2 separate regions of the Sus scrofa genome follow, and region 1 is linked to region 2. The links are chromatin contacts, called in public HiChIP or PLAC-seq maps. All regions are on one chromosome and are shown on one strand. Each heading gives the region's core, a stretch centred on a gene start, on an enhancer-like site or on the middle of the called end of the contact. The rest is flanking DNA. Distances are from core to core; before and after follow the strand shown. Region 1 overlaps NAV1 (neuron navigator 1). Region 2 overlaps NAV1 (neuron navigator 1).

The links. HiChIP or PLAC-seq counts read pairs in DNA pulled down with a chosen protein or histone mark.
Region 1: an H3K27ac HiChIP or PLAC-seq map of skeletal muscle shows a contact between it and region 2, with 6 times the contacts expected there. The contact joins two enhancer-like sites. A contact is called at or near these places in 1 of 5 promoter capture datasets (liver), 21 of 47 Hi-C or Micro-C datasets (adipose tissue, alveolar macrophages, brain and 13 more) and 2 of 2 datasets of contacts at active chromatin or transcription factors (alveolar macrophages and skeletal muscle).

The regions. Positions count from the first base shown.
Region 1 is chr10:24,080,051-24,087,206 of Sscrofa11.1, reverse strand. NAV1 (neuron navigator 1) reads right to left here. Exons shown (of 31, transcript XM_021064517.1): 13 at 5,644-5,696; 14 at 4,838-4,915; 15 at 2,501-2,584; 16 at 2,197-2,308. Among named protein-coding and RNA genes, the nearest start is that of IPO9, 26 kb to the left of the region's middle. Within about 2 kb of position 4,251, at least 19 of the 83 cell types and tissues checked have an H3K27ac peak or open chromatin away from gene starts, as enhancers often do. A contact at or near this core is called in adipose tissue, fetal skeletal muscle, mesenteric adipose tissue and 3 more, where this site is marked.
Region 2 is chr10:24,018,024-24,025,514 of Sscrofa11.1, reverse strand. It overlaps NAV1 (neuron navigator 1), which reads right to left. Exons shown (of 31, transcript XM_021064517.1): 6 at 6,868-7,233. Among named protein-coding and RNA genes, the nearest start is that of IPO9, 88 kb to the left of the region's middle. Within about 2 kb of position 5,819, at least 40 of the 83 cell types and tissues checked have an H3K27ac peak or open chromatin away from gene starts, as enhancers often do. A contact at or near this core is called in adipose tissue, fetal skeletal muscle, mesenteric adipose tissue and 3 more, where this site is marked.

The DNA.
Region 1 (7,156 bases), core at 3,002-5,501, 63 kb before region 2:
TTTTTGTCTTTTCTAGGGCCACTCCCACAGCATATGGAGGTTCCCAGGTTAGGGGTCGAATCGGAGCTGTAGCCACTGGCCTACGCCAGAGCCACAGCAACGCGGGATCCGAGCCGCATCTGTGACCTACACCACAGCTCACGACAACGCCGGATCCTTGACCCACTGAGCAAGGCCAGGGCTCGAACCCGCAACCTCATGGTTCCTAGTTGGATTCGTTAACCACTGCGCCACGATGGGAAATCCGGAGAACATTTTCTTAATTTGAAAACAAGTTGCAACAGCATGACACTTTACCACCAGACACTTCAGGATGTGCCTCTGAAGACTAAGGACTCGGTCGCAGCATCACTGTTACACCGGAGAAGACTGATAGTATCTCTTTCAACTTAATACCTAGTCGATGTTCAAGCTGGACTGATTTAATACAACAAACTTCCAGTTGGGTGGCCACCTTACAGAAGTCAAATAAGTATTAAAATTATATTTTGGAGTTCCCGTCGTGGTGCAGTGGTTAACCAATCCGACTAAGAACCACGCGGTTGTGGGTTCGATCCCTGCCCTCGCTCAGTGGGTTAAGGATCCGGCGTTGCCGTGAGCTGTGGTGTAGGTTGCAGATGCGGCTCGGATCCCGAGTTGCTGTGGCTCTGGCGTAGGCCAGCGGCTACAGCTCCGATTTGACCCCTAGCCTGGGAACCTCCATATGCCGCTGGAGCAGCCCAAGAAATGGCAAAAAGACCAAAAAAAAAAAAAAAAAAAAAAAAAGAAAGAAAAAAAAGTTAAAAAAAAGATAAAATAAAATTATATTTTGAGGAGTTCCCATTGTGGTGCAGCAGAAATGAATCCGACTAGGAACCATGAGGTTGCAGGTTGGATCTCCGGCCTTGCTCAGTGGGTTAAGGATCTGGCGTTGCTGTGAGCTGTGGTGTAGGTCGAAGACGCGGCTTGGATCTTGGCATGGCTGTGGCTGTGGTGTAGGCCGGCAGTTGCAGCTCTGATTCGATTCCTAGCCTGGGAACCTCCATATGCTCTAAAAAGCAAAACAAAACAAAACAAACCCCCAAAAACAAAACAAAACCAAAAAACCGAGAGAAAGCGCTAGTTTTAGACTACTTTTTAGGGCAGCTTCTGCTCCCACACACTCACAGCCCCCACCACCCACATCCCCACCTGACGTGCGCTGTCGACAATGGACGGACCTGCTCTGACATACGCCCATCGCCCAGTGCCTCCAGGCTTCACTCCTGCCCGTGGGCTCTGAGCACCCGGGCAAAGGTGTGAGGGCCATACCCTACAGAATCCTGTCCTGTCCTAAGCGTCCACGTCCCGCCTGCTCGTCCCTCCCCTCCCCCGACTACTGCAATCCTTTCTTCATCCCCGGAGTCCTGTCTTTTCGGGAATGTCGCACAGTGGGAACCGCACAATAGGCACCACCTTTTCTGATGGGCTCCTTGCACTTAGCGATGGACATTTACCCATGTATCTTTTCCTAGCTTGAGGACTCGTTTCCTTATGCCCTGTGACATGTCGTTGCCTGGCTATGGCAGTTTATCCATCCGTTCACCTACTGAAGGACATCCGGGCTGCTTCTGAGCTTTGACGACTGTGAACAAAGCTGCTCTAAACATCCACGTCCAGGAGTTCCTGTCGTGGCTCAGTGGTTCACACATCCGACTAGGAACCATGAGGTTGCGGGTTCGAGCCCTGGCCTCGCTCAGCGGGTTAAGGATCCGACGTTGCCGTGAGCTGTGGTGTAGGTCGCAGACGCAGCTGGGATCCCACATTGCTGTGGCTGTGGCAAAGGCCAGCGGCTACAGCTCTGATTAGAACCCTAACCTGGGAACCTCCATAGGCCGAGGGAGTGGCCCTAGAAAAGACAAAAAGCCAAAAAAAAAAAATCCATGTCTAGGTTTTTACGGGGATGTGACATTTCCGCTCCTTTGGGCAAACACCCGGGAGCATGACTGCTGGGTCGTCTGCAGGGTACCTTGAGTTTGTAAGAGTCAAGTGCCATTTTAACGACTGTCTTGGACGGCTCTTGGGCTATGGCTTTGGTGGGGGTGAGTTCTGGCCGCTCCTCCTTGACCATGAAAGGACCCTCGCCTCCTAGAAATCTGATGTGGGACTGGCGCCCTGGGCACCGAGCAAAGCCTGCAATAACACCCCTTCCCCTGGGCCTGTGGCCAGAGGGCCTACCTTTGGGCGTGGCTTCTGAGGCGTTGAGAGCTCCCTGAATGACGGCCTGGGCCTCTGAGTTCTTCTTCTTCAGAAAGTCTATGGTTTCTCGTAGGTCCAGCAGCTCAGTGTCCTGAGAGGGAAACCAAGGTGCCTCGCTGTCTGGGGTTGGGAGCATCCCCTCCAAGCCCAGCAAGGGCTGGGCCCTGGGGCCCCCTGGGTCTGATAGAGAAGGGTGGGGAAGCGGCCAGCTGGGCAGATGGAGGACTCAGGGCGACAGAAGGGGAGGGAGCCTGGCCTGTCCCCCCTCTGCCCTGGCTCTCACCTTCTCCTCGGCCGTCTCTGCCAGGTGCCGTAGGCGTGACGTCATGTTCACCAGGCTCTGCTCAAAAGCTGCCACTAGGTTGGCCTGAAACAAAGGCCCATGGAGGTTCCCCAGCTGCCCTAGTCTGGGGAAGGACAGAGCTGGCATCCTGGGTCTCAGAGCTGACCAAGGACAGCCAGCCTCTTAGTGGCTTCGGAACACGAATTTCCCTTTCTGGCCTGAAGGGAATTCCTGGGGCTCAGCTTCTCCAACAGTGAGGTGGCCTAGACTGCATCAGGGCGGGGCAGGTCTTTGGAGGCTCTGGAGACCTGGCCCCATGGCTGGCAGGGGGTGGGATGGCCCCTCTGCTCCGAGGGAAGGCCATCCCCCCTGGGGCTGTGGCTGTTACCTGTGGGCTGGCCTCAGGGCTCCATCACCCCACCCCCATGGAAAGGGTGTGGCATATCGCCCCCCTTGCACCCAGGGACCTCGGTTCTCAATCGTATTGTGTTTTGAAGCTCCTTCCCTGACCATTTCCTGGGGCTCCTTTTGGGGGGCTGGAGCAGCTGTGGGTGCGGGGGGGGGGGGGGGCGGAGGATTCAGAGCAATTCTGCAGTCTGGACACTAGGTGGCGGGCCTGCCTCGAGAGCCGCCCCAGGGACCTGGGGGAGGTAGGGGAAGGTGGGCTGGAGCTCCATCCAGCTCTATCGGCTTGGGACCAGAGAGGCAGATGCGTGCTCAGAAGGAGGAACAGCCATCAGTGAGGGCACCAAGCAGACGGTGACCCAGCAAGTGAGGGACACTGTGACCCCACTGCTTCCCGTCCCCAGAGGTTCTGCCTCCCTGTGGCCAACTCCAGTTTCCAACCACCACCCTGGGGACACAGCTTGAGGGAGGCGTCTCTGGTCCAGGGAGTCCGTGCCTTCTTGGCCTCAGGTCACCCCCTTCTTGAGGGCTTTTCCGTGCTGGCCTCCTGCCGAGTGGGCTCCCCCTCCTCTGGGGGTGCTGCCACCACCACCCCCAGCCCCAGAGGGGCCTGGATGACCTCAGGGCTTGGCCGAGGTGCTGGAAGGAGGCTGGCATCTGGGGTAGGGGTTGGAAGGTGCCCCAGGGCGGACAGCTGGGGAGTCCGGGGAACAGGGCACAAGGTCTGCAGTCAAGGATCCTGAGAACAAGTGGGGGTCCTTGCGCTGCAGCCCCGGCTTGGAGGCAGGGCTCTGACCCTCAGTCAAAGCCTGCATCCAAAATCCAGGCCAGCGGGTCTGCGGGTTCAGCCTGTTCTCTTCCTGTCCTAAGAGAGTCACCCTTGAACCCATCCTCTGGGCTCCCGCCCAGTCTCACCAGCAGGAGGCTGAGTGCAAATGAGTCGGGGGGGGGGCCTCTGCCCCCCTCACTCCGCCTCCCAATTTCCCAGCCTTGGGGGTGGGGCACAGGGAGAGAAAAGATGTATCTTGACTCGATTACAATTCTTATAGGTCCCCAATCGTAGTTTTAAGGACTTGGGGTGAACTTCATACAAGCTGATAAGTGTACAAATGAGAGTTTGGGGGAAAGAGAAGAACCACTGTGGTGAGGAAACTGCTGCTGAAATACAGTGGAAATGCTACCTGAGTCTGGGCTGGGGACCAGGCCTGACAGCTGGGCCCCCCAGGGAGGAAGGGGAGAGAAGAAAGCCAGAAAGGCCTGCGGAAGCTGCAGACATGGTTACTTTGTGCAAACACTTGGAGAGCCAGCGCCAGCAGATCCGGCTCAGCTGTTGTTTACAGCTTTGGGGGAAAAGGGCTCCTATGTCCTGTTTGCCGCCTCGTCGGGGAGGCAGCTTCATGTCTCCCCATCCCGTGGGGCGGAGAGGCCACCAAGAAGAAACTCCTTCTCAGTGAAGACAGCCACAAAGCATGCTGGCCCCCACTTGAAGTGAGGGCCAAGGGGCCGGGGAGGTGGGGCCGGGCCCCTACGCCCCGTCACAGGGGCCAGACGGGGCTCCAACACCCAGCTCTGTGCCTGTGCCTGTCCGGACACGTGGGTATGACAAAGGCACGAATGTACCCCTGGGCAGAGGCAGAGGGTTCTGGGGATGGATAATACTAACCCATAACTAATTCTGTCACCTCCACCCAGAACCACTGAGAACCCAGACGCTCAAAGGCCACTGGACGTGACTTCACCCACACCTGTGAATTAGGGTGGGGGTAAAAATGGTGCTTCCTAAACATCGGGGCTCCGGGGAAGACGCGCCAATCCCCAAATCCTCTGTTCCCCTGGGATCAAAGCCCACAGGACGCCGAAGCAGCCGGTTCTCCTCTGGCTGAACGTCCCTAATTTGGGGCCCAACCAGCTGCCCTGCTTTTGGGCACTCACGTTGGCCGAAAGCTGGGACGTCAAGGTGGCCACTTTTTCCTGGGACGATTCCAGTTCCCTCCGCAGCTTCCGGATTTGCTGTGAAAGGAAGGGGATACGAACTGACGGTGGCGGAAGAAGTGTAAGCTCTGGAAGGCGACGGGGGCGGTGATGGCGACAAGCAGAGACAACAGCTGGCTCCCTACCTCGGACTGCATCCTCTCCTCAGCCTGAAGCAGGGAGCACAGAGGGGGAGAGAGGCGGTTACCGTGGAGAAGGCAGCGCACAGAGCTCAAGGGAGGGGGCCTGGGGCACGCCAAGCGGCTGAGACCTGCATCCGGGCCCTGGATCCTCCTCACAGGTGGGCTCGGACCCCAGACCGCGGTTTAACAAAGCCCTCCCTGGAGCTTGTCGCTGCCAAGAAGGCTGGCAGATGAAACCGGCTGATCTGAAGCTCATCCTTATGGCCATCAACTTGAAGGCGTAGGTGTTAGGGCCAGAACGGACCTCAGGATCAACCATCCCTCACGGCCCAGGCCACCAGGAGCACTGGGAGGGTTCCCCACACTGCTGGGCTCTGGAGTCCTGGAGAGACCCCCCCCCTCATGTCACCTGGCTGGGGACGCTGCCCTCTGGCTGGCACCGAACAGCCCTACAAGGACTGTTCTCCGCTTTCGAAGGAGGGGCTCAGAAGGCACCAGACTTGCTCAGGAAGTGGTGGGGAGGCCACTGAGGTCCAGAAGGGCCCACCACGTGCTCTAAGCTCCAGGAGCCCCCACCCCCAGGAGGGTCCCGGGTGCAGTGTGGGGATGGAGGGGCTTGCTTACTGAGGAGTAGGTAGAGGAGGCGCTGGAGGCCAAGGACAGCACTGAGCCGTGAACTGCAAGAGAAGCAGAACACGAAGGGTTAACAGAGGGCTAGGGGTCCAGGAAGAGCCCTAAGGACGGGACTGGGGTTCTGATTCTGCAGAGAGCGAGCACGAACAGGGGGCCCAGCTGCGCATGTGCACGCGCGCAGTCCAGCAGAGCCAGCCTCCTCCAGCCGGCTTTCTCCGCTCTCCCTTGCTCCGGGGGGGGGGGGGGGCGCACAAGGGTTAAGGGGGAGGGGAAGGACATGCTCCTGGTCAGGCGTCACTTCCTCCCCCCTCAGGAAAGCACTTCTGTTGCGGAAGAGGCAGCTTTTCCTCAGAGCTGCTCAGAACAGAGCCTCGGTCCTGCCTCCTCTTTGCAGTGGGGACCACACAGACGAAAAAGCTCCCAAATGCAAAACACGCCTTCTGATTCTCCAGGCATCAGAACAGCAGCCCCACAGAGAGGACCAGAGCCCGTGTGCCAGGCAAACCCTCATGAGCGATGAGCGTCCCACAGTCACGCACGTCTAACCCCCAGAAAGCCGGGCTCAGCTCTGGCACCAACACCCAGCAGGCCAACCTCAAGCTGGTCTTCAGAACATTGTTTTTTTTTCTTGGCTGTGCCCCTGGCATGCAGAAGTTCCCAGGCCAGGGATGGAACCTGAGCCACAGCAGTGACAACGCCAGATCCTCAACCACTAGGCCACCAGGGGACGCCATAGACATTTTTTTTTTCTTTTTAAGGCCGCACCTGTGGCACATGGAATTTTCCGGGCTAGGAGTTGAATAGGAACTGCAGCTGTCAGCCTACACCACAGCCACAGCAACGTGGGATCCTGAACCCACTGAGCAAAGCCAGGGATTGAACCTACATCCTCGCAGACACTATGTCAGGTTCTTAACCAGCTGGGCCACAAGGGGAACTCCCAGGAACCTTCTTGAAAGAGGAATGAGATGCCTAATTCTTTTAAGGGTTTAAGAGCCACCTCTGCATCCCTGTCCTCTGAAGCTGGGAGGATGAGGGCTGTGGCTTCAGAGCGCCATCTAGCCCTCCATGCTGTTCCCCCTCTGCCCCCGAGCTAGACGGAGCCACCCAAGGTTTTGGGGCCCCCAGACCCTCCAAAGGGATGGGAAGAAAGAGCTGAAATGGCCCAACTGGATGTCCTGTGAATTGTCCATGTGTGGTGACGGCAGCGGTGGGCGGGCCGGGGGACCCAGCAGAGCTGGAATGAGCGTGAACCGCGCTGGCATGAGGTCTCACCATCGTCCGTGGGGTCCCGGAAGGATCCCGACCGAATCATCCCCTTGGGTCTCTCGGCCAGGGACAGGGTGCTCCCCATTAGGGAGCCGCTGTACAGCTCGAAGGCCGCCTCGTGGGTGGGGATGCTGTTGGAGCGGGTGATTCTTGGCGTGGTGGCCGCAGTGGGACTCACTGGAAGGACAGAGCGGGGGAGGGGACGGGGGGAGAGGGCAGGAAAAGAGGCAGGGGC
Region 2 (7,491 bases), core at 4,570-7,069:
TGACGTTTCTTTATACGCTTAAAGCACTCTCACTCGTTCCCAAGCTGATCCTCACCAGCTACCTTTCAACAAATGAACAGACTGAGACTCAGAGAGGCTGGTGACCCGCTCCGCGCCACACAGCAGGCTGGCGGGAGCTCAGGGTGGAGCTCCAGAAGCCCAGGCAGGCCCGACGACACCAGCTGGGGCCACGAGTGTGACGCTGCAGAGCCACACTGTCACCTTTAGACGTTCTCCCCAAAGAGGCAACAAGCATCGCTGACATCAGCGTGACGTCCCCTCCGGCCCTGGAGCCGTGGGTCTCCTCCTTCCTTTCAGATCTGAAGCTGTCAAGGAGGGCACTGCTTCCTTCCTGCCCTGGAAGGCGGGATCCTCCCCAGGATGGCGCCTGATCCCTCTGCCCGACCCCTGTGCTCCCCGGGCAGAAGCCAGGCCTGGTGCTACTGCCCACTGTGGGGGTGGGGTGGGGGGCGCTGCAGGGAAAGAGGAGCCGAGAAGAAGGTCCCTCCCACTGAAGATGCCTCCTGCCTCTGTACAAACACTACAAACCCACTGCCTGCTGCGAGGGGATCCTGCCCCTGAAGCTGGTGGGCTGAGCATCCTTGGACCAGCCCGGAGCACAGCCCTTCCCAGGCGGGGGCTGCAGAGGCCCGGGTTGCTCCACAAGGAGGAAGGGTCTCTTTAAGGATTGGGCTCCTGCCTCTGGAAGCCAAGAGCCGGGCTGGGAGGAGGCAGGCGCCTACGGTTTATTTTATTTGACATTTTTCAACGTCAGGACACTTCAGTGCCAAGGAGGAAGCGAACCCCATCTGTCCCTGAGCTCCCAGCACAGTTCAAGAGGACAGGCGGGGGAGGGAGGGGGGTGAGGAGGGGATGGGGCTGGAGTGGCCAGCCCCCACCCGAAGCAGGGAGGAGGGGACCGTCTCCGAGACCCACTGTCCCCCAGCACACCCTCGGGGCTCATTCAAAGGGGCCTGCTGGCTCTAAGTCACTGCGGTCTTGGCCTTGGTCACTGGTCAGGGGGTCTGCCAGGGCTGCTGAGACAACCCCACACCACGTGATCGCTACCCCTTGGAGGTGAGTGACATGCAGCACTGCTGGTGACGCAGCTGGGGTTCCTGCCTGTCATGCTGCAAAGCTCAGACAGAGCCCACCCAGACCTCCAGTTACACAGACAGAACTGGACGCAGTGAGAGGCACGTCTAAGTCAAAGGAGGGGGGCTGCAGCCCCCTCCCCCGTGCCAGCATGACCCTGCCAGGAACTCTTCCCGTCCCACAGATGGCCGTGCATCTTATCTTCTTGCTTAGATTAAATTCCAGACCTTCCTATTTTTAGAAAAACAAATTCCTTTTCTCTTTTCAAGAGGTGAAAAGGCCCTGAGCTGTCACCTAGGATGGTCAGCAGCCAAGCCGGGGACGTCTGCGGTGCTGGCCCTGCCTTGTCACCCTGGCAGGGCCGCCGGTGGCCGGCCATCAGTCTAGGTGCCAAGTTTTAAGAGGATCACTGACATCCAGAGATCTTCCAGACAAGGTGATGAGGGCGATGGGGTCGGGAAGACTGGGTCATTTCAGGAAGTGCTGAAGTGAGCTGTGACTTTTTCGTTTCGCTCTAGAGAGAGCTGATCTGAGCTGTCATTACAAACCCATTGAAATAGCTGGACAAAGATCTACACGTCGCCCTAGTTTTCTCGGATGACAGCACGTGAATCAACAGGCAGAAGTGAGGCAGATTTCAGGGGAACACGGGGAAACTTCCTTGTAATCTTATTCTGTCTGGAATGGAATAAGCCCCTGTCACTGCGCCCACAAAAATCAAGGGTGAAAGACGCTGTTGTGTTATTATGGAAAAAATAAGATTCAGATCAGCCCCAGATCACAGAGAAGCATCAGAAAAATAGGACTTCCAGTGGTAGCAGAGAATCTCCTTGGTAGGGGACTTGGAACCTGTATTTTGGGGGTTGTTTTTGGCCACGCCCACGGCTGTGATATTCTTTTCCTCTCAACATCTTCCCCCCCCAGTGATGTATTAGTCTTCAAGGAATAGAGGCTTCCTGTGTCCAGTTCCCAAGGCCAGAGATCGAACCCGAGCCACAGCAGTAACCTGAGCTACAGTGGTGACAATGCCAGATCCCTAACCTACTGAGCCACCAGGGAACTCCTGGAATCTGTATCTTTAAAAAGCCCCATCAGCTACAAAACTCTTAAAGGAAAACATCAGGGCAAAGGTTCATGACATTGAACTTGGCGATGCCTTTTTGGCTGTGACACCCACAGTGCAGGCAACAAAAGAAACAGATAAATCGGACTTTATGCGAATGAAAAACTTTTGTGTATTAAAGAGCCCTAGCAAGAGAATGAAAAAGCAACCCACAGAGTCACATGGCTGATAAGGGATTAATACCCAGACTACATCAAGAACACCTACAACTCAACAGCAACGACACCAAAACGACCCAGTTAAAAAACGGGCCAGGGACTTGAATCGATATTTCTGCAAAGAAGACATATGAATGGCTAATAAAACACACGAAAAGATGTTCAACATCCTTAGGCATTAGGAAAATGCTGATTAAAACACAAGGAGACACCACTTCATATCTATCGGGATGGTTGTTATTTAAAAAAGAAAACAGATAGAAAATAAGTGTTGGCGAGGCTGCGGAAACTGGAACCCTCATGCACTGTTAGTGGGAATATAAAATAGTGCAGCCATGGCAGAGAACAGTAAGCTGGTTCCTCAAAAACTTAAAAATAGAACTGCCACGTGATCCAGGAAGTCCACTTCTAGGTATGTACCCAGAAGATCTGAAAGTAGATTCTCAAGGAGATATTTGTACACTCATGTTCACACCAAGATTATTTCCCACAGTTAAAAGGTGGGGAGTTCCCATCATGGCGCAGCGGAAATGAATGCGACTAGGAACCATGAGGTCGCGGGTTCAATCCCTGGCCTCACTCAGTGGGTTAAGGATCCGGCGTTGCCGTGAGCTGTGGTGTAGGTCAGGCTCAGATCTGGCATTGCTGTGGCTGTGGTGTAGGCCGGCGGCTACAGCTCCAAATGGACCTCTAGCCTGGGAACCTCCATATGCTGCGGATGCGGTCCTAAAAAGACAAAAGACAAAAAAAAAAAAAAAAAAAGACAGGTGGAAGCATGTCTAATGTATGTTGATGGGTAAATGGATAAATAATATGTGGTCTAAACACAATGGAATGTTATTGGGCCCCCAAAAGGAAAGAAATTCTTTAATTTTATTTTTGATTTTTTTGCTTTTCAGGGCCGCACCTGCGGCATATGGAGATTCCCAGGCTAGCGGTCTAATCAGAGCTACAGCTGCCAGCCTACCCCACAGCCACAGCAACACGGGATCCCAACTGCGTCTGCGACCTACACCACAGCTCACGGCAACGCCGGATCCTCGAGGCCGGGGATCAAATCCAACCTCATGGACACTAGTTGGATTCGTTGCTGCTTCGCCACAACGGAACCTGTGAGGAAGGAAATTCTGACACCTGCTACCACCCAGATGAACCTAGAGGACCTGACGCTGAGTGAAAGCAGCCAGTTTCTTCAAGATAAATACTGTGTGATCCGACGTCAATGAGGTCCCTAGACTAGTTAAGCTCAGAGACAAAAAGTGGAAGGACTGGGGCCAGCGGCTGGAGAGTGGGAGGTGGAGAGCGAGTGTTTAATGGGGACAGAGTTTCAGGGTGGGAAGCCGAGGACATCCTGAAGATGACAACTGGGGACCATGAGCCAACAACGTGTATGTAATGAATGCCACTGAACTCTCCAACCTAAAAGTGGTTAAGAAATGAACCATATACAAACACGTATTTTACCACAACTGCTGAAATAAACAACTCCGAGTAAGTATATGACAATTCTGGCAGCTACAGAGGATTCCTCTTCCTCATTCTAGAATCTGCCTTTGCTGCGCTCACCCAGGTGAGCACCGAGGAGCCGGGGATCAGGGAGCGGGGAGGGCTGTCGGGGACAGAACACGGTTTGGGGAGAGCCCCCCGCAGATAATCCAGAGCACCCAGAAAGCCTCCGGTCACCTCCACCCTTTGTGGCTCACCTGGATGGCGCGTGGGAACCACGTCTGTCAGCCTCACCTGTCCTGCTGGCCATGTGCTGGGCACCCTGACAGGCAGGAAGCGAGCGGCCAGTGGCAGTGGCTGACGGGGGTGGCTGGGTGTCCCTGGCCGGTGAGAAGGGAACAGCCCTTCCTGTTGTAGGCATAGGAAAAGCGGTTTTCTCAAGAGTGGGACGTTTTTAATTTTTGCTTTTTTAAGGCCGCACCCTCGGCCTGTGGAAGTTCCCAGACTAAGGGTCGAATCAGTCAAGTCGGAGCTATAGCTGCTGACCTACATCAGAGCCACAGCAAAGCGGGATCCAAGCCGCATTGGTGGGAGCTCCACCACAGCTGACGGCAATGCCAGATCCTTAATCCACTGAGCAAGGCCAGGGATCGAACCTGCATCCTCATGCATGCCAGTCAGATTCGTGTCCACTAAGCCACGACGGGAACTCCCAAGAGGGCGACATTTTTTAAAATGACAAAACCTGGTTTCCATCCAGGTTTTGGGAGGCCTGTGGGAGGCTGGGCACGTGTGTCCTGGTTTGCAGGTTTCCTCAAGCTTTGCTGGCACCTAGGAGGCCTGGCTTCTAGTGAAAACACACGACACTCAGCCAGGAAAACACATAATTGAGGAGTAACTGTTTACATTAAAATTACTGGGGATTAAAATCGGTTCCCCTCGACTCCTAAGCCCCTTTAAGAATGGCTGTGTTTATGGTCCTGGCGGGGAGCTACTGCCTGAGACCCCTTAAAACTGGGGTGGTGAGAGTTGCCGTTAATGGCAGACTGACCGTAAAAACGCCTGTGAAGGGACCTTGGAACCAGCACCGCGGTTCGAAGGGAGGCCCCCTTAGGCATCACCAGGCCCACTCTCTGTTCTCTAGCCCCCCCCTTGATCTCCAGGCTCCTCAGGCTTAGGGCTGGTTCCTGGCAGCCTAGCATGCTCGGCTCTGGCACTGATTCACTGTCCAGAGGGTGGGTATCGGGTGTCTTTCCCACCCCTCCCAGCACTCCTGACCCCTACCCTCCTGGATCTATGTCCCCAAGACTGGCCAGCTGCCACCATGTCTGTCCCTGCTGCGGGTTCTAATGGTGCTCAGCTAGACTGCCCATGTCTGAGGGCAGGGCTGGGACCCTGGGAGGGCAGGAGTCCCTCGCCTGCTCTGGGGGGATTCTAACCATAACAGCAGTAGTAACAGCAATTACAGATGACAGCAAACACTCCACAGAGCGTTTACAAAGAGCAAAGACAGAGCCAAGCCTGGATGGGCGGACATGCTCCAGCTCACACACCGGTCAGGTGCCACAGGTCCGGCCACCACCTCAGCCTGGGGTCCCCCCAAAAGTGGGAGTCCTGCCCGTGGAGTTTTCTGGTGTGGCCACTGGGGAAGGGGGCAGCGCCAGCTCTCACCTCCCTCTGCCTGGTCTGGGGCCCTTGAAAGGCAGCCCCAGGCCTTCCCACACAGGGGACTTTCAGACCCCTTGGTACCCAGGGTGGTGCCGCTGCCCTGTCCAGCTGGGTGCTCTTGGAGGGCAGGACCTGATACCTCAGAGGAGATCAGAGAAGAGAGAGAGGCCATCGGCCACAGAGGCTCTCGGCCCGCCCTGCACAGCCTCTGTCCTGAGGAGCTGGATGCCTGCCTGGTCTCCAGCCGAGCCCGGCTGGTGGGTTTAAGCCTGAGGTCGGCCGGCCCCTGGGACTGAGAGGCAGTAAACAACCCCATTCATGAGTCAGTTGTTTTGCTCCAGAGCAGCCTGTCAGCTGGACAGGCCCGCCCGGTCCTCCCAGTACAGCTCCGGGTGGAGAGCAGTGGCCGGCCTGGAGCTCGGCTCCTTCCCACTCTCCCAGTTTGCACTGTTCCAGGGGGATGGGGTGGGGGGAGGCACTACGTGGTCCCTTGGAGGCTCTGCAAACCAAGGAAGGGAGTTGGGGTGGCTCAGGGGAGAGATGCCCCAGGGCTTCCAGGAGCAGTGCAGCACTCCAGCCTCAGGGCTTGGACTCCTAAGCCCCAGCACTTCCCTCCTCCTGTCTCCTCTTCTCACTTCCCAGACTGTCCCTATGTCCCCTAGGTCCAATGGCTCCACAAACCCAACGCTGTCAACTGGGGCAGAAAAGGAAAAGTGGAAGACAGCAAAGAAAGGTTTGATACACTGGGGTTGGGACTCGGAAATTACTGCGTTGTCAGAAGCTTGCGAGGAAGAAACCAGAGGAGAGCCGGGGCCAAAGCTGGGGTGGGGCCAGGGGCTGGGACCCGGCGTAAGCAGAGCGACTACTGCGCTTGGCTCTCCAGCGCTTCCAACACACACGCTCTCAGCCTCACTTCCAGCAGCCCCTCAAGGGAACAGGGCCCTGTCACCCTCATTTTCAAACAGGGAAGGGATCTGACTGCCTGACGCCCACCGAGAAGCACAAGGATCCTGAAAGACCAGAGCCACCTGCGGCTCCCAGAGAAGACCAGGAGGAGGGCGGGGCGCGCCAGAGAATGACAGCCAAGCGGGCCAATGAGAAGGGCATCTTCGCTGACCAATCAGCTCCTCAGATGTCGGCTCCATACCCACCCACCCCCAACATCACCGGCTACGAGACCAGCAGGCGAAGCCCCGCATGCTGTCCTTGTCACAGCGCAGTACCCTCCCCAGGCGAGAGGACACCCACCCTTTCAGCGTCCGCACGCTAGACTGTCCGCAGTCCCCTTATCCTCCCCAGGGTCCATGTGCCCTTCCGGCGTCCCACGACCTGGATTGTCCACCCCGCCTCTCCTGGCTGCCCAGGAGCCGCCCCTACCCGGTGGTGATGTCGTCGTCCTCCGTCATGGTCTTGCCCATGAGGTCGCTGTCGCTCATGTAGCCGGACTTGAGGTCCACGTCGTCCGAGTCCAGGGACTCGACCAGCTCCAGGCGCGAGATGTGGCCGAGCTTGCTGGGGGAGCGCATGGGCATCGTGTGCGAGTAGTGCGCGCGCTCCCCGTGCATGTACCAGGCGGGCGGCCCCTCGGAGCGGCAGCTCCCGCCCACCGACGGCGCGTCCCCGGCCTGCAGCCGCGGGCTGGACTGGCCGTAGCGCCAGGAGAGGGGTGACGAGCGGTTAGACAGGCTGGACACGCTGCGGGGGTTGGCGTCGTCACTGTCGTAGCAGGTCATCTCCAGGGAGCTGGGCGGGCAGAAGCACACTGGTTAACCCCAGCCCTGCACCCACTGTGACCCCCGTCCTCAAACGGCCACCCGCTCTCACGCCCCCCACCTCTGTCCACGAGCCTGAGTTCCCTTTCCGTGTAGGTCACCCGGGATACGTCCGCTCAGGCTGTCAAAGGAAGATGATGGTTAGCACTAGGGAAGGAAACTGGTACACTGCAGGGGCACAGATTCTGTACTGTGACCCAGGTTTAAATCTTTTTCTACCTTTACTGGT